Regions from separate parts of the Bos taurus genome. Here region 2 is linked to region 1. A link is a contact called in public Hi-C data. All regions are on one chromosome and are shown on one strand. The core of a region is the stretch at or near the end of the contact, and the rest is flanking DNA. Distances in the headings are between cores, read along the strand shown. Region 1 holds the start of AHCYL1 (adenosylhomocysteinase like 1). Region 2 holds the start of GNAI3 (G protein subunit alpha i3).

Region 1 (3,630 bases), core at 726-3,225:
TACATAAATACTTCTGAGAGGGAAGTCGAGGGGCCTGAAAGAGTGGGTATAGGCGGGATTTCCCTGGTGGTCCAGTGGTTAAGACTCTGTGCTTTCACTGCAGGGGGCTTGAGTTTGATTCCTACTCAGGGAACTAAGATCCTACAGGCAGGATGGCATGGCCAGAAAGAAAAAAAAGTATTTACAGCACCCGAAACTAACAGAACATTGTAAATCAACTACATTTGAATAATTTTTTTTAATTAAAAAAGAGTGGGCAGAGGAGAGAATCCTAAAATGAAAATTTGCAGAAATGCATCCTTCCAGACACTTCCACAACCCAGTTCAAACAGGCAACCTCATGGGGCTGGGCGGTTGGAACATGGGATTCTCTGACTAAGACTCCTGAGGCCCCAGAAGCAAGTATTTTACACTCTTCCCAACCTTTTGTAAACCAGTTGGGAAAATGTTACTTCAAGCCACAACTTCTTTCTTCAGAGTTGACCTGTTGGGTCTCTGAAGTGGAAGGAAGAAGGTGGGATGGGAGGAATTTAGGAAAAGAGCCCTGGGAAGTCTTGAACACTCAGCAGAGTGGAGAGGAATCTGGCTTCCCAGTCAATCAAAGAGGGAAGGGTGAGGCGGAGGCATGGGAAGGGAGGAACAGGAGGACAGGGGATGAAACAGGCAATAGACTAGGGAGCTTTGTGGGGTGGTGGGGCTAATGAGAAGTCCCGGGTGACGAGATGGCCAAAATAACTTTTTAGAACATTTCAGAAATGTGACTTCAAATTGTTTGTGATGTGATGTAACCTCTCCCTTGTGGCCCACAAAACTTCATTAAAAGTTCTGCTACATGTTACAGCATTATTTTTGTGGTTGTTTTGGAATAGGGGTGGGGGTTGAAAGGAGAAGGGACTGTTCTCCACATTTGAATTGACAAGCAGGAACTAAAGAAACAGCCACAAAGACCAGAATAGCGACTAAAACTTCAGATGAGGCAGAAAACTAGAGCCAGAGGTAACCTTGAAAATTTCTGTCCCCCCAGTAATTCACAGAAATCGGGGAGGGGGGAGCATTGGACTTTCCACAGGACGTGGACATTTGAGCCAATGTCATTTGAATGTCAAAGGACAAGCAACCTCAGCTGACATTGCCTCACCAGCTGGACTAAGCCTTTAGAAACAAAAAACGTATTACACACATCTGTACTATCCAGGGCCTTGGCACAGGGGTAGCACATAGCCAGGCCCAGTAAAAGCATGTGAATATTTCATAAATGCCCTAGTGCTGCCCTGGAAGCTGGCAGAGTGAAACGCTTGGGGGTGGGGGGATGGAAGGGCTCGTCGACTTCTCTTCCCCTCCCCCACCCCTTTTCCTCTCCCACCCTCTTACCCATCGTTAGCCCTATCCCATCAGCTCCGCGACATGAAGAACTTGTAAACAAGCAAGGCCCAGCGGAGACGGTGGTGGAGGAGGTCACAAAGTGTTGCGCAGAAACCACACTGCTCTGGTTCTGTTCTGCCCACTCTTACGGTGTCAAAGAGGCAAACACTGCCTCTTGGGAAGGAGGTTCTGGTTCAAAGAGCCTGGGCATGGGGCATTGAGCGAGTGGGCTACGTAGGGCGCCGGAAGCTTCCTAGGACTGGCTGTAGGCTGTGTTGTGTAAGGCTCTGGTACTCGTTCCCAAGCATCCCTACACCCTTCTGAGGCCTCCCCTGGCATTCCGCAGTCCAAAGGCCCTCCAGCACCGCGGCAACCTTGCAGGAACCGCGCGCTCCTCGCAAGGTAATGGCGCCACCTGGCGGCATACAAGGGCGCGGCTCACCCCTGGAGCTTCCCTTCCCCCTCGAGCGAGGAAGAAAAGGTGGCTTCAGCGGCCCAGTCCAGCGTAGTGACGTCATGACAGAGCGCCGTTCTCCCCGCCTCTCCCCCCGCCCGCTGGGAGCTGCCAGTACTCGACGTGGCGTCACCGCCCTCTACCCTTACTTTGCGTCCGTGTTTGCGTGCGGCGGAGGTGGCGGCGCGGGCCGGTCGGAGCTCCGCGTTGCTGCTTCTGGTGCTCCTGTCGCCGCTGTCGCTGTCCGGCTGTCTTGGACCGCGGAGCAGAGGAGGCGCGGGCCACAGCACCTCAGCACCCGACGCGGCTTAGCTTGGGGCCCGGCGGGAGGGTGGGCGAGCGCGTGTCGGAGGGCGCCGCGCGGGCAGGCGGGCGGGCGCCCGTGAGGGAAAGAGGCGGGGGCGGCGGGTCAGCCGCGGGCCCGGCCGGCCGGGGGATGTCGATGCCTGACGCGATGCCGCTGCCCGGTGTCGGGGAGGAGCTGAAGCAGGCCAAGGAGATTGAGGACGCCGAGAAGTACTCCTTCATGGCCACCGTCACCAAGGCGCCCAAAAAGGTGCGGGGGCTCTGGGTGGCGGCGGGGGTCCGGGTTGGGGCCTCGAGGAAGGGGCGCGAGCCAGCCCCGGCCCTGGGCTCCAGCTAGTTTGGGACTTAAGGGGCGAGGTTTCAGGGACCCAGGACTACGGAGGTGGTGTGAGGGGTGGAGAGTGAGCGGCCCCAGGCCTATCCCAAGCTGGAAAGGCCGACCCTGACCTCACTTTCCTTTGTCCCTCGGCCCAAGTCCTCCGGGATCTTTTCGAAACCCAGCACGGCCAGGCCTTAAATTTGCGGCTGACTTATCCTAGATGAAGGGCCTCAGAGATGGGAGTGGGAGAGAGGTGAGCGAAGTCTGCTGACCCCAGTGACCAGCCCCAGGGGATGAGGGTGTACGGGAACTCTCCCCTCAGGTGAGCAGGTAAATCTGATAGTGCTTCTTTGGGAGCAGTGGCCGGCTTAGCCAACAACTGCGTGTGATCTTGGAGGCAAGATGGGGAAAAAAAAATGCGTGGAGCTAGCTAGCTCTTTTATGCAGGTGAAAAGCATGAGGGCAGCATGAAATTGAAGACTAATTTTCATCTTCTGTGGTCGTCTAGTTGCTTCGACACATGTAAGAAATTAACGTTTGGAGGTTAGTGACAGCAGACACTCATGGATACAGGTTGATGGTAGAGTCGTGTGAATAGATCACTTCGGCATCCCTTGAGAAAGGAGCTTGGGTGGGTTGGAGGGGTGGGTGGTAAGGAGCGATTGCTCATTCTTTACTGCACTTACTGAGGAAGAACAGGTTTAGTCTATTATGCTGTGGGTTGAGCTCAAAGACCATTCTTCTAATTCTTTTATTTTGGAAGATTAAATGGCAGCCTTTGGAAGTATTAATCTAACCAGCTCTCTGAGTGGTGGAATTGGGATCCTTGGTGCTTTCTGAGTGTTTACTGCCAACCACATTTTGATTTTCTACATCACTGGCACCAGTTAACGGAGAACAAGAGAACCTTTGCAGAGAGGTGACCTTTCTGAAACCAGTAAGAACCTGGGTAAATATTTCCCTCCTATATAAAGACAGAGTTTCAAGGCTGTCCCCACCTGCAGTGTTTGATGGGATGCACTGCTGGTGTAAGCTGCACAAAGCAAGATTTGTAGATAGTGACAGTCCTTCAGGCTGTGGGAGAGATGATTTTTTTGTTTGTTTGTTTTTTCTTTTAAGGAAATTAACCTGCCACTCCAGAAATCTAATACAGGATTGAGAAGATAGTTCACCATTGTGTGCTGTAGCT
Region 2 (3,630 bases), core at 482-2,981, 450 kb before region 1:
CTTGGTAAAGTTCCATATGTAATTCTTAAGCTTGTGAAAGCAGTTCCTAGGCAAAATTTGACTTATAAATCCACTGAAGAAATCAACAGGTTGAGAAAATTGTGCTCTCAAGTTATTTTTTCCCTCACCCCAGTGTTGTTGGAGTAACTCTCAATCCTAAATGAAAAGCTGTTGTCAAGACTCCCAGGTAACATCTTATAATGGCATGGTAGAAAAGGAGTGAATTTGGAATCAGATCTACTTATTCACTGTGTGAACTTGGAAAGATGCTTAATTTCTCTGAGCCTATTTGTTTACCTGTAAAAATGTGGATAACAACCCACAATTACAGGGTTGTTGTGAGGAATAAACGAGATGACACATCGAAGTACCTAGTCACACCTGGCAAATAGGTACTCAATAAATATCGTTTTTTCTTCCCTTCTTCTTGCCCTTTCTCCCCGTAAGTATTGATATTCTAACAGTCACTAGGAAGAGTAGGAGACTTGGAACTTTGAAGAACTGGCATTGATAAATTAAGGTGCATGAGGCTATTTAATGTGGTTTTCAAGAAATCCCTCTAATGATCATCAGTCACTGTATATATCTTTCTGTTGGGATCTTATATTCTAAGGTCTAGGTTCGACTGGGGAAATAATATTTAATCATAGGGTAAGGTCTTGGAGGCTGCACGAGTTCCCCTCCCTAGAATGTATGGTGAATGTTTTTGTGGGGCTCTTTGGAAGTAACGGTAATGTAGGGCTACTTTCACCATAGAATCCAGGATTATGAGTAAAAAGAGTATCAGTGTGGGGCTTTCATAGGGGATTTATCAACTTCCAGGTGATACTATAGCTGAGAAACAAATTTTACTATGACTTCTCTTTTCGTGTGTTACCCCAACAGGAAATTTTAATAGGATGCACTGGTTTGTTTTAGGGTGTGGAACTTTGGTTGACTAATCTTGGTAGAAGTCCTAAGCCCTTAACACACGACAATATGTCAGGGCTAAACCTGGCTTGTGTGGGGGAAAGGCAGCATGGAAATTTCATGGAAAAACCACATTCTTACCTTATGCAAGATCTGTTACCGATTTCAAGAGATCTTTTACCGATACAGTAGCTGGGAAACTCTCAAGCCCACTGGGTACCAGTAGGTGAGCCAGAGGAGAGGGCAGAAAGGGACTGCAAAGTCCCAGGCATGGTGGGTCTTAACTTTTTCCAGATGTGGAGCGTGACCGCGGCGAGGCCCAGACTCTGTAATTCTCATCCCACAGCTCTGGCTGGGACGACGCCAACAGACAAACTATCCTACACTTGGTCTCAGATCTCCACAGCCAGAATTTAACTGCGTTTTCTGGCCAGTGAAAAATTCCCAGCAGAAATTCCCGTGCGGATTGCGGGCTTTTCTTGGGAATTCCCATTCCCCACGCCAATCGGCCGTGCGACCTCGGGAGGGTGCCTTGAACCGGAGAAACCAGTCCCTGGTATCTCTATATTCATCCAAATAAGACAGCCAAAAAGGTGAAAGGGGACTAAAGTCGAGCGGCGCCCGGTAAACTCGACAGGGCCGCCCTACAACTCGGAACCGACACTCGGCGTCCTGGTCTCTCTCTCTCTCCGTACTTCCGCTTTTGGTCACGCCTCCTTTACCCCAGCTAGGGAGGTCGAAGAAGTAACGGCCGCGGGCGTTGCCGGAAGTGTCGTAAAACGCCGGATATCCGGTTCCTCTGGGCGCTCTGGGAGCTGACGGAGAGGGCCGCCGCCCAGCAGTAGACTCTTCTCTCCGCCTGCTAAGCCGCAGTCTCCGCGGTTTTTGAGTGAGCCCCGGCCCGGTCCCTTCTTCCGCCGCCGCCATGGGGTGCACGTTGAGCGCCGAAGATAAGGCGGCGGTGGAGCGAAGCAAGATGATCGACCGCAACTTGCGGGAGGACGGGGAGAAAGCGGCCAAAGAAGTGAAGCTGCTGCTACTCGGTGAGGGGCTGGGGGCGGGGCTGGCGGGGTGGTTTAGAGGACCCAGGCACTTGAGAGTCCTAATGGGGGGTCGGGCCGGGCGGGAGAAGAGGACCCCGAAGAATCTGGAGGGCGTGACGGACGTGGGGCGGGGTGTGGGGTTGGTGGCTGATGCCGGAGGGCGTGATGAGGGGGTGGGGTTTTGGGGTTGTAGGAATTAGGCTGAAAAGAGGGTGTGCCACCATGCTGGATTGTGTTTAGCGAAGGAGCTTCGAAATGTGGTCCAATAGGACATTGAGACTGTATTGGGAATATGGGAAAAGCTCATAAAGGAAGAGCTGATGTTAGAGAAGGTTTTTCAAGGGAAGGGTTAGAGTAAGTTGGTGTTGAGGACGGGAGAGTGTGTTGGGCTTGTATAATGGACTGTGAGTTTGGAGCGTGGTGATACTTTATGACAGATTAGAGCTGGGGTGGGGGTTTGAATAATTAATATAAATAGAGAGGGGGTCTTGGACAGAGTGGTCACATAGGACCCTGTCATTTATTAGAGAGTGGACATTTCGAGCTCTCGCTGAGGTGGAGGACCCCTAGAACATAAAAGAACCCAGGAACATAAAAGTGTATGGTTGAAATAACTGACAAGTTCTCAGGTGTAAAGGTAAAGAGTTTGAGTGTAGAGGCTGTGTGTACTTATCCACTATTTCGTATTATTTTTATTTTCTTAAGGTTTTTTATAACTCCTTCCATTGTTTTTATAAAGGGGGAGCTGGTGTGAGCTGAGGATATTTAAGGACTGGCTTGTTTGAGGTTTGTGGCATAGGATGTGATGATGACAATAGGTTACACAGTGGGAGTTGATGAATATTTGCTAGGGATGATGTGCAGTGGGAATGCAGTTATCTTAGGATAAATTATGGAATTGGACTTACTGTAAAAGATGATTGTGACAGACTTCTTTTGAGCTGGGCTTTTTTGTTTCTTCAAACGAAAAATATTGGCTTCGGGAATTACTGTTTATTTTACTTGACATTCGTTTTAAGTAGTTTTTATGTACAGTCAGATGCATTTTACTCAGCCTAGTTAGTTTTAGAATTTTTGAGAGATTGTTTTCTAGAAGCTCAGTGAATCATATAAAATACCCTGATGTCAGCTTACCAATAAATCAGGCCATGTTTTTTCTTCACTGTTAGTATTTTCTAGGGATCTGTTAGGGAAGAGTAAATGGAAGTAATGGTTTCTGTAAGCAATAGAACTTTGCTTTTTAAAACAATTGATTTTTGGGAAAAAGAAGTTGCTTTAGGAGAAGTGCCAAATTTTTATGGTGTGAAGCTCCAGAGGACAGAATGTACCACCATAACCCAGGGTTTATTTTGTACTCTAGGGTGTTCAGGGTGCCCATGCTAGTCTTTTCATGTTAACGTATTTGGTAGTTTGTAGGTTGCAGGAGGCCTGGTAACAGCTTTTTGAATAAAGAAAGGAAGTTATGCACTGGAGTTTAAGCCTTCAGTTTGAATTCTTGATCTTACAGAATGTATGAAAAAAAAAATTGAAGTTTCAAACTGCTACTCTTCCATAGAACAGGTATCATTTGTGAATGAGCATGGTCCCTGGTATTTAGTAGATGCTTAAATATAAACTGTTAACCAGCATGTGCCAGCTACTGTTGGACATAGCTCCTTGGGATCTTTCAGATGTTTGA

What was found. A called contact is a pair of places that touch in the nucleus more often than the background predicts.
Region 2: a Hi-C map of skeletal muscle shows a contact between it and region 1, with 8 times the contacts expected there. The contact joins the promoter of GNAI3 here to the promoter of AHCYL1 in region 1. A contact is called at or near these places in 2 of 11 Hi-C or Micro-C datasets (skeletal muscle and an unstated tissue).

The regions. Positions count from the first base shown.
Region 1 is chr3:33,443,172-33,446,801 of ARS-UCD2.0, reverse strand. It overlaps AHCYL1 (adenosylhomocysteinase like 1), which reads left to right and starts at 1,975. Exons shown (of 17, transcript NM_001101052.2): 1 at 1,975-2,372. The coding sequence starts at 2,253.
Region 2 is chr3:33,897,338-33,900,967 of ARS-UCD2.0, reverse strand. It overlaps GNAI3 (G protein subunit alpha i3), which reads left to right and starts at 1,731. Exons shown (of 9, transcript NM_001034677.1): 1 at 1,731-1,952. The coding sequence starts at 1,835. It also overlaps a transcript of GPR61 not described here.